Linked DNA regions of Sus scrofa: all the other regions are linked to region 3. The links are chromatin contacts, called in public Hi-C maps. All regions are on one chromosome and are shown on one strand. Each heading gives the region's core, a stretch centred on a gene start, on an enhancer-like site or on the middle of the called end of the contact. The rest is flanking DNA. Distances are from core to core; before and after follow the strand shown. Region 1 holds the start of LOC100513362 (zinc finger protein 211-like). Region 2 holds the start of LOC106504178 (zinc finger protein 333-like). Region 3 holds the start of LOC100514469 (zinc finger protein 850-like).

Evidence for each region. Hi-C and Micro-C count contacts between places; a contact is called where the count stands out from the background.
Region 1: a Hi-C map of skeletal muscle shows a contact between it and region 3, with 4 times the contacts expected there. The contact joins the promoter of LOC100513362 here to the promoter of LOC100514469 in region 3. A contact is called at or near these places in 3 of 47 Hi-C or Micro-C datasets (heart right ventricle, liver and skeletal muscle).
Region 2: a Hi-C map of skeletal muscle shows a contact between it and region 3, with 5 times the contacts expected there. The contact joins the promoter of LOC106504178 here to the promoter of LOC100514469 in region 3. A contact is called at or near these places in 2 of 47 Hi-C or Micro-C datasets (heart right ventricle and skeletal muscle).

Annotation. Positions count from the first base shown.
Region 1 is chr6:62,229,536-62,233,259 of Sscrofa11.1, reverse strand. It overlaps LOC100513362 (zinc finger protein 211-like), which reads left to right and starts at 2,284. Exons shown (of 3, transcript XM_005664913.3): 1 at 2,284-2,559. The coding sequence starts at 2,527.
Region 2 is chr6:62,588,605-62,592,003 of Sscrofa11.1, reverse strand. It overlaps LOC106504178 (zinc finger protein 333-like), which reads right to left and starts at 1,841. Exons shown (of 5, transcript XR_002345387.1): 1 at 1,225-1,841.
Region 3 is chr6:62,454,987-62,458,355 of Sscrofa11.1, reverse strand. It overlaps LOC100514469 (zinc finger protein 850-like), which reads left to right and starts at 1,799. Exons shown (of 2, transcript XM_005664917.3): 1 at 1,799-2,024.

The sequences.
Region 1 (3,724 bases), core at 1,035-3,534, 230 kb after region 3:
CTAGTTGGATTCGTTAACCACTGAGCCACGACAGGAACACCCCCGTAAATGTTTTAAATGGCCATACCTGTGGTATGTGGAAGTTCCCAGCCTAGCAATGCTGGATCCTTTTACCAACTGTGCTGGGCTGGGGGTCGAACCTATACCTCCGCAGCTACTTAAGCTGCTGCAGTTGAATTTCACACTGAGCCATGGTTGGAACTCTGTTTCACCCATTGTTTTGTTTTGTTTTGTTTTGTTTTGTTTTTTGCTTTGCTTCTTATGGCCACACCTGCAGCATATGGAGGTTCCCAGGTTAGGGGTAGGATCAAAGCTACACCTGCTGGCCTACGCCATAGCCACAGCAATGCCAGATCCGAGCCTCATCTGTGACCTACACCACAGCTCATGGCAATGCCAGATCCTTAGCCTTAGCCTACTCAATCAAGGCCAGGGATTGAACTTGCAACCTCATGGTTTCTAGTCGGATTCATTTCCACTGTGCCACAACGGGAACTCCCGTGCAAGATATATTAAGTGAGGAATGCAAACTACAGATCTGTATAAAAGTATTACTTTATTTTTACCAAATAAAGAACAAATACATGAGAATATATATGGCCCTGCAGCCACACACCGAGGACTTTATCCATGTGCAGAGAGTTGCAGAAAGTTAAAAACATACCATGCTGCACTTTGTTTTTCTCCATGAAACTTTTCACTTTCTTCTTCATAAGTCTGTATACTGAAGTATACGTTTATTGACAATAGTCATTTTGATATTTTATTCATTTTAAGTTGACGTTCCATGGTGGCACCATGGGTTAAGGATCCAACATTGTCACTGCTGTAGCTTGGGTCCCTGCTGTGAGGCACGTTTGATCCTTGGCCTGGGAACTTCTTAATGCTGCAGGTATGGCCAAAACAAAACAAAACAAAAACAGTGTATATTGAAGAAAAACATACAGCTATAAAAGTTTCATATTCTATGGACAAAAATTTTTCTGTTTCAGGCTTCACCCTACAGGCTTGTAAGTCTTGTAATTGCTCAGCCTCAAGACCAAAGAAAGAGCCCAGAGACAAGGACAGAGATATGAGTGATTTAATGGATGGGGAATCCTCCTTATCAACGTCCTGGAGAGACACCATACCAAGATCTGCAGACAGCAGGCAGGGTGTGGCAGCAGTCTTTCCCACCGGGAGGAGCAGCTTTAGAGGGAATCGAAGTCAGGTTTATTCATCAGTTATCAAGGAAAGCAGCAAATGAGCATGCCACTCACAGCCTTTTTGATCAACTATCAATGTGAAGTCCTTATGATCTAAAGATGAGAACAATCATTAGCTGTGGCCAGGGCAATGACCTGTGCATTGACTGATTAGGCCTTATGATTAAGAGGGAAGTTCAGCCATGTGAGTAGGGTATCAGTGAATCAGACTAGCACAGCAGGGGATGTGTAAAAGAGCACGAGAAGAGCCATCTTGGGTGGCCCTATCATCCATCAATGTTTCCCACTGAATTGGGCACACTCACTGACTATGCGGTCAGGAGAGCCTTTTTTAGGGGACCAGAAGCGGCTCTCTCCCTCGTGTCCAGCTGCTTCAGCCCTGCTCAAATTTTTTTTTTTTTTTCCCGTATTCCCAGTCAGTGCCCTGTCTGACTTTTTTCTTGTTCTTGACCAAAGCTTAAGAAATGACTTTAATACTTCAGGCTGCCTTTGCTTCCAGCGACTAGTAGAATCAATATTGTTTGGCTTCAAGGAGACGGAGATCATGTCCAAACACTCAGTGGTCAGTAGCATTAAAAACTCTTAAATACTCTTAAGTTCCCCCTCCCCTCCCCAGGTATCCTTGCCCCTTAAGAAGTATGTTGGAGTTCCCTGGTGGCCTGGCCGTTAAGGATTCTGCCTTGTTACTGCTGCTTCTCGGGTGAAATCCCTAGCAAAGAAACTACCCCATGGCTCAGGCCCGACCAAAACCAAACACACACCTATGCAGCCCCACCCGCCCTAGAGGCTTGGTTTTTTTCCCCGGATTGTTTGTTCGTTTGTTTGTTTTTTGGCCGAGTCCGGGGCCTGCGGAAGTTCACAGGCCAGGATCAATTCTAGGCCACAGCAGCGATGACGCCGGATCCCTAACCCCTAGGGAGTCAGGGAACTCGGTTTTTTTCCCTGCGATCACGGCTTGGGGCGCCCTTCGTGAGTCGTTTGCACTACATTACCCAGAAGAACACGCGCTGAGGCGCAGCGCGCTTCATCCAATGAAAATTCAGAAAGGGGGCATTTCCGGAAGGGAGAACATCCTGGAGAGGGACTTCCGGCGACTTCGTGGCGGACATTTTATTGCTGCGGGGCCCTGGAGGTGGTCAGGAGCTCCGGTGTCCAGTGCTGGGAGCGAGCTGACGGGCCGAGGAGGCGCCGGAGGAGGCCGTGTGCGCGCTGCCCAGGGGCGGGCCTGAGGGGCGGGGACACCGCCGCCTGCGGGGAGTCTCGGTGCCGAGTCCCACCCGGTCGCTGGGCTGTGGCCGCTCCGCTCCGCCCAGAGGCTCCGATGGCGGCGGCCGCGCTGAGGGACCCGGCCGAGGTAAACGCTGCGGGCCTCGGGCGGTGCCCTGCCCGTTTCCCCACCCGAGTAGGAGGGGCCCGAGGGAGCGGCCCCTGTTGCGGTCGGCTTAGTCCAGGACAGGGAGGCCTTCAGGGGTGGTGTCCCTATGTCTTTTGTTGTTGTTGGCCGCATGCGGACGTACCCGGGCCAGTGCTGGAACCCGCGGCAGAGCCGTTAAAACGCTGCATCCTCAAGTGCTAGCAGCTAAGGGAATTCCGTTGGCGTCGCTTTTCCGACCCCGGTGTAATGGGTTGTGGGTGAGGCTTGGAGATGCTGCTGAAGCAGGAATGTCGGGGGAACCCGGGGTCCATCCTGTTTGTGTGAGGAACAAAGGTTGAGGCCAGGCTGCCCCTGGAGTGGTAGACGAGTGGTTGTACCTTCTCAGGGCCCTGGGAGCGGTGGAGAATCGTGAGCAAAGGAAGGACACGGTCTCAGTTAAAAATACTCAGAAGCCTTTTCAGTGGAAGACGAGACAGTAGGAAGCAATGAGGACATTGAGGCAGAGGGAAGTTGTGGCTTTTCCAGGGTCACAACTAGTAAGAGGTGGCCCTGGGAATGGAGGAGCTGAGGTTAGCCGGTCAGCTGGAGGTTACCTGGCTCTGCTACTGGGCACGGGGCAGAGAAGGCCTGCACCCCTGGAGCACGGCCATGGTCACTTTCATTCCTGACCTGCCTTTTCCCACAGGTGCCCAGGGCTGCAGGAGCACATTGGGTAGGTGGAGGTTGTCCCAGTCCCTCGCTGGTCCTGAGCCCCACGCACACATTCTCTGAATTTTTTTTTCAGATGTTTATTTTTTTCATTATAGTTTCTTTACAGTGTTCTGCCAATTTCTACTGTACAGCGAAGTGACCCAGTCATTCATATATACACACACACCTACATACCCAAATTCTTTTTCTCACGTTATCCTCCACCATGTTCTATCACAAGTGGCTGGATTTAGTTCTCTGTGCTATACAGCGGGATCCCATTGCCATTCTCTGTATTTGATGTGTGTTGGGTACCTTCCCCTGCCATTCGCCCAGCCCTTTGGTTTGGGGACCTTGGAGAACCCCACATTCAGAGTCTTAAGAGCAGGCCAGGTTCTATGGAGGGGATTCCCATGTCCCACCACCAGTGGGAGAAGGTATCAAGGCTACTCCT
Region 2 (3,399 bases), core at 592-3,091, 130 kb before region 3:
AAAAAAAAAAGAGGGAGTTCTTGTCGTGGCGCAGTGGTTAACAAATCCGACTAGGAACCATGAGGTTGCGGGTTCGGTCCCTGCCCTTGCTCAGTGGGTTAACGATCTGGCGTTGCCGTGAGCTGTGGTGTAGGTTGCAGACACGGCTCGGATCCCGCGCTGCTGTGGCTCTGGCGTAGGCCGGTGGCTACAGCTCCGATTCAACCCCTACCCTGGAACCTCCATATGCCGCGGGAGCGGCCCAAGAAATAGCAACAACAACAACAACAACAACAACAAAAAGACAAAAGACAAAAAAAAAAAAAGAATTCAAGACATGTTCTTAAACTACTGAAAGCAATTATTCTGTAAAGCATCACAGTGTCTAATGACTATATTAGAATCTGTGACGCACCATCTGCCCCCTCAACAGTCGCAACCCTGCTCTCTCTACTCACCCTTCCTTAAAACCCCAGCCCTTAGGGTCTCCCTGCCAGGCACAAGGACTCTCACAGATGACTGCATTTACCCCAGTCCTTACCCACCAGCAAGACCAAAACACAAGAAATGGAACTCAGGAGGTCCTGTCGTGGCTCAGCAGTGACAATTCCCACTAGGTTCCATGAGTATGTGAGTTTGACCCCAGGCCCTGCTCAGTGGGTTAAGGATCTGGCATTGCCATGAACTGTGGTGTAGGTTGCAGATGCAGCTTGGATCCAGCATTGCTGTGGCTGTGATGCAGGCTGGCAGCTGCAGGTCCGATTGGACCCCTAGCCTGGAAATCTCCATAGGCCCGGGTGCAGCCCTAAAAAAGCAAAAAAAAAAAAAAAAAAAAAAAAAAAAAAAAAAATCACAACATTTTGCTTAAATATGCCTTTCCCACAAGTATTGTTATTCTAGTAAGAATCAAGATGCGATAACCCTGAAGACCACCATCAGGATCACACCGAGATCGCCTAAGATCCCCCCAGAAAGGAAGAATGCACGTTTGCCCCAACCCTGATTCTTGTCTGAAATCCTCTTTTTCTCCTTTTAGACTATAAAACTCCCTGCAATTCTTCTCCAAAGGACAGCGCAGTGTTTATGGCACTAGCCTGCGGTGGCCTCCTTTGCCAAAAAACTGGATCCCTTCCTATTCGGAGCTGGTGGGCAGAGGTCAAATTTCGGCAACGAGCAGACGCTGGGCACTCGGGGCCTTAGCATCTGTTGCAGCGAGAGTGGTGACGGCCTGGAAGACGTGTTTACCTTGTGCCGGTACCTCGGTGAAGCTGCTGCCTCTGAGTCTGTTGTGGGAGCAGCAGCGGAGGAGCAGAGCTAGAGCAGGACCGCCCTATCCAAGGTCAGGAGTGGGGCATCCCTACTTCACCTCTGTACCGAGGGACAGCGCCTCCTCTCAGACCTTTCGGGTCCCTGCGCTCGGATCCCGACACGAAGCTCTGCAGTCAGACCAGACCCCGAGCCCCAGAGACGGCTCACGGAGCAGCAGGCCGGAAGTTCCCGCCCCGCTACCCGGAATCCGCCCAGAAACGCCTCACCCTGAGCTTTCATTGACTCAACTCGGCGCAGGGTCTTCTGGACAATGTAGTTCTCAGGGCTCCAAAGATGGTTTATGAGTGTTGTTCTTGACCAACCGGAAACTCTTCCACCCGGCTCAAGAAGGGATGCTGGAAAGTGGTCATCCTGACTCCAGAAAGGCCGGGCTTTGCTAATCGGGAGGGGCAGCAGAAAGACCTAATTTCAGGCCTAGTGAATCTCATATGCTAGAGAATAAAAATATTTAAGGAGTTCCTTGCTGGTTAAAATACCTGGTATCGTCACTACTTTGGGTCAGGTTTGATCCCTGGCTCGGGAACTTGCAAATGTCACTGACACAGACCAAAAAAAAAAAAAAAAAAAAAGAAAGAAAGAAAAGAATTATAGACATTATTGTGATCACTATTTATAGGAACCGTGGGATGTGATTAAAAAAACCCTCTTTTAAGGGTTTTTTTTAGTATTATATGGTTTTTCCAATTTTCCGTTTTGTGCTGTTACTATGACCCACAAACCAGTCCTTTTGTTGGCTGGAATTTTTTTTCCTCCTGCTTTATGACCAAGGAGTGTCTTTCTAAGAATCTGGTAGCCACCTCTTTAAAGTGGAAACATCAGGAGTTCCCATCGTGGCGCAGTGGTTAAGGAATCCGACTAGGAACCATGAAGTTGCGGGTTCGGTCCCTGCCCTTGCTCAGTGGGTTAACGATCCGGCGTTGCTGTGAGCTGTGGTGTAGGTTGCAGAGGCGGCTCGGATCCCGCGTTGCTGTGGCTCTGGCGTAGGCCGGTGGCTACAGCTCCGATTCAACCCCTAGCCTGGGAACCTCCATATGCCGCGGGAGCGGCCCAAGAAATAGCAACAACAACAACAACAAAATAAAAAATAAATAAATAAATAAATAAATAAATAAAGTGGAAACATCAGGTAGCCTTGTTGTTGTTCCATTTTTGGCCACCCCTCCACATATAGAGCTCCTGAGCCAGGGATCAGAACCAAGGCTCATTCGCTACCTAACCCACCCCATTGCAGCGGCAATACTCACTGTGCCAGGCTGGGGAGTGAAGCTGCATCTAGCACTCCCAAGACACCAATTCCCTTGCACCACAGCAGGAACTCCTGGTAGCCATTTTTTGAAGTGCAAATGTCAAGGGAGAGAGTTCTCCTAACTTGTATTTCTTTTTCTTTTTTTTTTTTTTTTTTTTTTGTCTTTTTGCCATATCTTGGGCCACTCCAGCGGCATATGGAGGTTTCCAGGCTAGGGGTCTAATTGGAGCTGTAGCCACCGGCCTACGCCAGAGCCACAGCAACACACGATCCGAGCCGTTTCTGTGACCTACACCACAGCTCAAGGCAACACCGGATCGTTAACCCACTGAGCAAGGGCAGGGATCGAACCCGCAACTTCATGGTTCCTAGTCGGATTCGTTAACCACTGTGCCACGACGGGAACTCCTAACTTGTATTTCTTTAGGAGCCTAACCTCAGCGCTCAAATTGTTACAATTTGGAAAACTACCACCAGTCAAAGAGATGCTTGACTTTCTTCTGGATAAAGTAAAAAACCTAACAATCACCTCAATTACTGTTCTGTCAAGTCCATTTATTTGAGGACTAGTTACTGGTTACTGTTTATCTTGAATATAAGTATGTTATGGTATCTGCTTGACTATATAAACGGGTGTGACTTCTTCTAGTCTTTGTAATTTCTTAGTTCACCTGTGACAAGCATCAAACTATGGCTTAATGATGACTTAACAAGAAAATTGTTTTGGCGTTCCCTTGTGGCTCAGCAAGTCAATGATCTGGCATTGTGATTGCTGTGGCTTGAGCTCAATTGCTTTAGCATGCCACATGTGCAGCCAAAAAAAAAAAAAAAAGACATTTTATGTG
Region 3 (3,369 bases), core at 550-3,049:
GAGGCTAGGAGTCGAATTGGAGCTGTAGCCGCCAGCCTACACCAGAGCCACAGCAACGCGGGATCCGAGTCGCGTCTGCAACCTACACTACAGCTCACGGCAACGCCGGATCCTTAACCCACTGAGCAAGGGCAGGGACCGAACCCGCAACCTCATGGTTCCTAGTTGGATTTGTTAACCACTGCGCCACAACGGGAACTCCGAGTTGTAAGTTTTATTTGGGGCAAAATAAGGAATATGGCCCAGGAGGCATCATTTCATAAAGCTCTGAAAAACCTCTCCACTGAGGTGGGTGGGACTGTTAGTATGTATGTGATTTTGCTGAAGCGGGGGAGGTACTTGCAATCAGGATCTTTTTGAGCTCTAGCCATCTTTCTGTGCATATGCAGTTAGTGAGGTGTCCTTGCTCTCAGGAGTGACTGATACGATCATCTTATGTTTTTACTCCAGCAGAGCTCAGTGCGGCTATGAACTTTCTCCTTGGAGTGTCAAAGACAAGCTAATTTAGTAGGCCAATTTACTCAACCTAACAAGCACCCCCCCACACTTTTTTTTGCTTTTTAGGGCCTCACCCATGGCATATGGAATTTCCCAGGCCAGGGTTCGAATCGGAAATACAGCTGCTGGCCTACACCACAGCCACAGCAATGCTGGATCCTTAACCCACTGAGTGAGGCCAGGGCTTGAACCTGGACATTAGTCAGTTTTGTTTCTTTTTAATTTTTAAATTTTTAATTTTTATTTTTGGCTGGATCCAGGGCATGTGGAAGTTCCCAGGGCCAGGGATCAAACCTGAGCAGCTGGTAAGACCCGCACCAGAATTGTGGCAACACAGGATCTTTAACCAGCCAGCCAGGAGGGAACTTCCAATAATATTTTTATCCTCTGGGAAGTGACTGAGCTTCACGAATTCTGAAATTATGTCTCTTTGTTGCACTTAACAAGAGACAGATCCTCTCCCTTGTTTGAAATGGGATGGTTGCATTCTAATTCTTACATCCTTACAGGTGCCACATGGAAAAATTTCTGGTGGGTTAAGGACTCCTGAGAGTTCCTGCTGTGAGTTAGTGGGTATAAGAATCTGACTGCAGCAGCCCAGGTCTGCAGAGCCATGGTTTAGATCCCCCAGCCAGGCACAGAGGATTAAAAGATCTGGTGTTGCTGCAGCTGCAGCATAGGTTGCAACTTTGGCTTAGATTCAATCCTTGGCCTGGGACTTTCCACATGCCTCCACTGTGGCAGTAAAAATTAAAAAAAAAAAAGGCGCAGGGCACAGTGGAAACGAATCCAACTAGGAACCATGAGGTTGCAGGTTCGATCCCTGCCCTCGCTCAGTGGGTTAAGGATCCGTCGTTGCTGTGAGCTGTGGTGTAGATCGGATCTGGCCTGCTGTGGCTCTATCTTAGGCCTGCAGCTGTAGCTTCGATTAGACCCCTAGCCTGGGAACCTCCACATGCCGCCGCGGGTGCGGCCCTAAAAAGACAAAAGACCAAAAAAAAAAAAAAAAAAAAAAAAAAGAGAGAGAGAGAGAGAGCGCACCCCGAGTTCTCTTGCGGCGCAGTGGATCCAGCGTTGTCACTCTGTGGTTCAGTCGCTACGTGGACGTGTTTCCGATCCCTAGCCGGGGAACTTCCGCTTGCCTTGGGTGCCGCCACAAAAAGAAATAAACGAACACCTCTTGTGGGGAACCGCCAGAGCCAGGAGAACTACATTACCCAGAAGGACCTACGCTTGGGGGAGCCAATGAAAGGTTAGGGTAAGGCATTTCCGGGCAGATTCCTCGCATAGGGGCGGGACTTCCTGCCCCATCTGCTCAAGCCGCCATTCCAACTACTCTGGGTATGTTCTGGCTCCGCTGCGGTAGCGGAACGGAGGTGTCTTGACGGAGAAGGTTCAGGAGGAGGCGCTGTCCCCGAGGCCCCGCGACCCCGCCGGGGTGCCCGCGTCCGCCTCCTCGCCCGCCGCTACTGGCCTGTGTCACCCACAAGGGTCCGATGGCAGCGGTGCTGAAGGACCCGTCTCAGGTAAACGCTCGTCCTCAGGCCCTCCCCGCCCTCCCCTACCAGACACTAAAGGCTGAGTGCGGGGCGCCTGCTCCCGTGCTTGCGGCCCAGGCCCCGGTGTCCAGAACCGCGAGGCGGTCTTGGGTGCCGCCCGGTTTCTGAAGGCGGTGTGATGGCGCGTGGGAGAGGCTGCAGGGGAAGGGGCTGGTCGGTGTAAAGGCTTGGAGGTGCGACTGGGACGGGAGGATCCGGGAAACCTGGGGTCCATCTGATGTCTGCAGGAAACAGAGTGAGGAGGAGTGGCTGTTTATTTTTCTGAGGGACTTGGAGGCCTTGAAGGTTAGTGTCAGAAGAAGGACACGTTACATGTTAGGGTTTTAAAAGTTACCAAAATGCTGCTGGGAAACGGAGCGGCCTGGAGGGTGCGTATTAGGCACAGTGAGGCACAGAGAGCTGGAGTCCTTATTCAAAGTCAGAGATCTGATAAGAGGCAGCTCTGAAGAGATTAGTCAGTTAAACCGTGGTCACCAGGTTTCAGGGGTGGATGGGATTACACGGAAGTCCTGCACCCAAGGAGCCCAGCCATGGTTGCCTTCCCCTTCCCACAGGTTCTGACGGTTGAAAAAGCACTTAGGGATCTTAAAAAAGGCAGGAGAGGGTGACCCAGTGCCTCACTGAGTATTATGGTGTCTTGAGACCCTTCCTTTGATACAGTCTTAGCTCTTGGATATGGGGGCCCTGAGGGTATCCTCAAGCTCTGAGTGCAGGACAAGGGTAAGTAGAGGTGTTCCCATTCCCGACAACCAGTATCAACCGACATAGCAGGTTGTCTCAGGAACTGATCCAGCGTACACATGCTTGGAGGTGTGGCTGAACTGGAAACATGGTACAGCAGGTGGCTTTTAATAACAAAAAGCAGGAGAGAGTTTCTGTTGGCTTAATGGGTTAAGAATCCAACTAGTGGAGTTCCCATCGTGGTGCAGTGGTTAATGAATCTGACTAGGAACCATGAGGTTGCAGGTTCCATCCCTGGCCTTGCTCAGGGGGTTAAGGATCCGGCGTTGCCATGAGCTGTGGTGTAGGTCACAGACAGGCTTGGATCCCACGTTGCTGTGGCTGTGGCATAGGCCGGTGGCTATAGCTCCAATTAGACAACTAGCCTGAACCTCTATATGCCGTGGGAGCGGCCCTAAAAAGACCAAAAAAAAAAAAAAAAAAAAAGAAGAAGACGTTCTCTTCATGTCTCAGTGGTTAAGGAACCCGGCTAGGATCCATGAGGATGTGGGTTCGATCCCTGGCCTTTCTCAGTGGGTTAAGGATCCAGCATTACCATGAGCTGTGGTATAGGTTGCAGATGTGGCTTGGA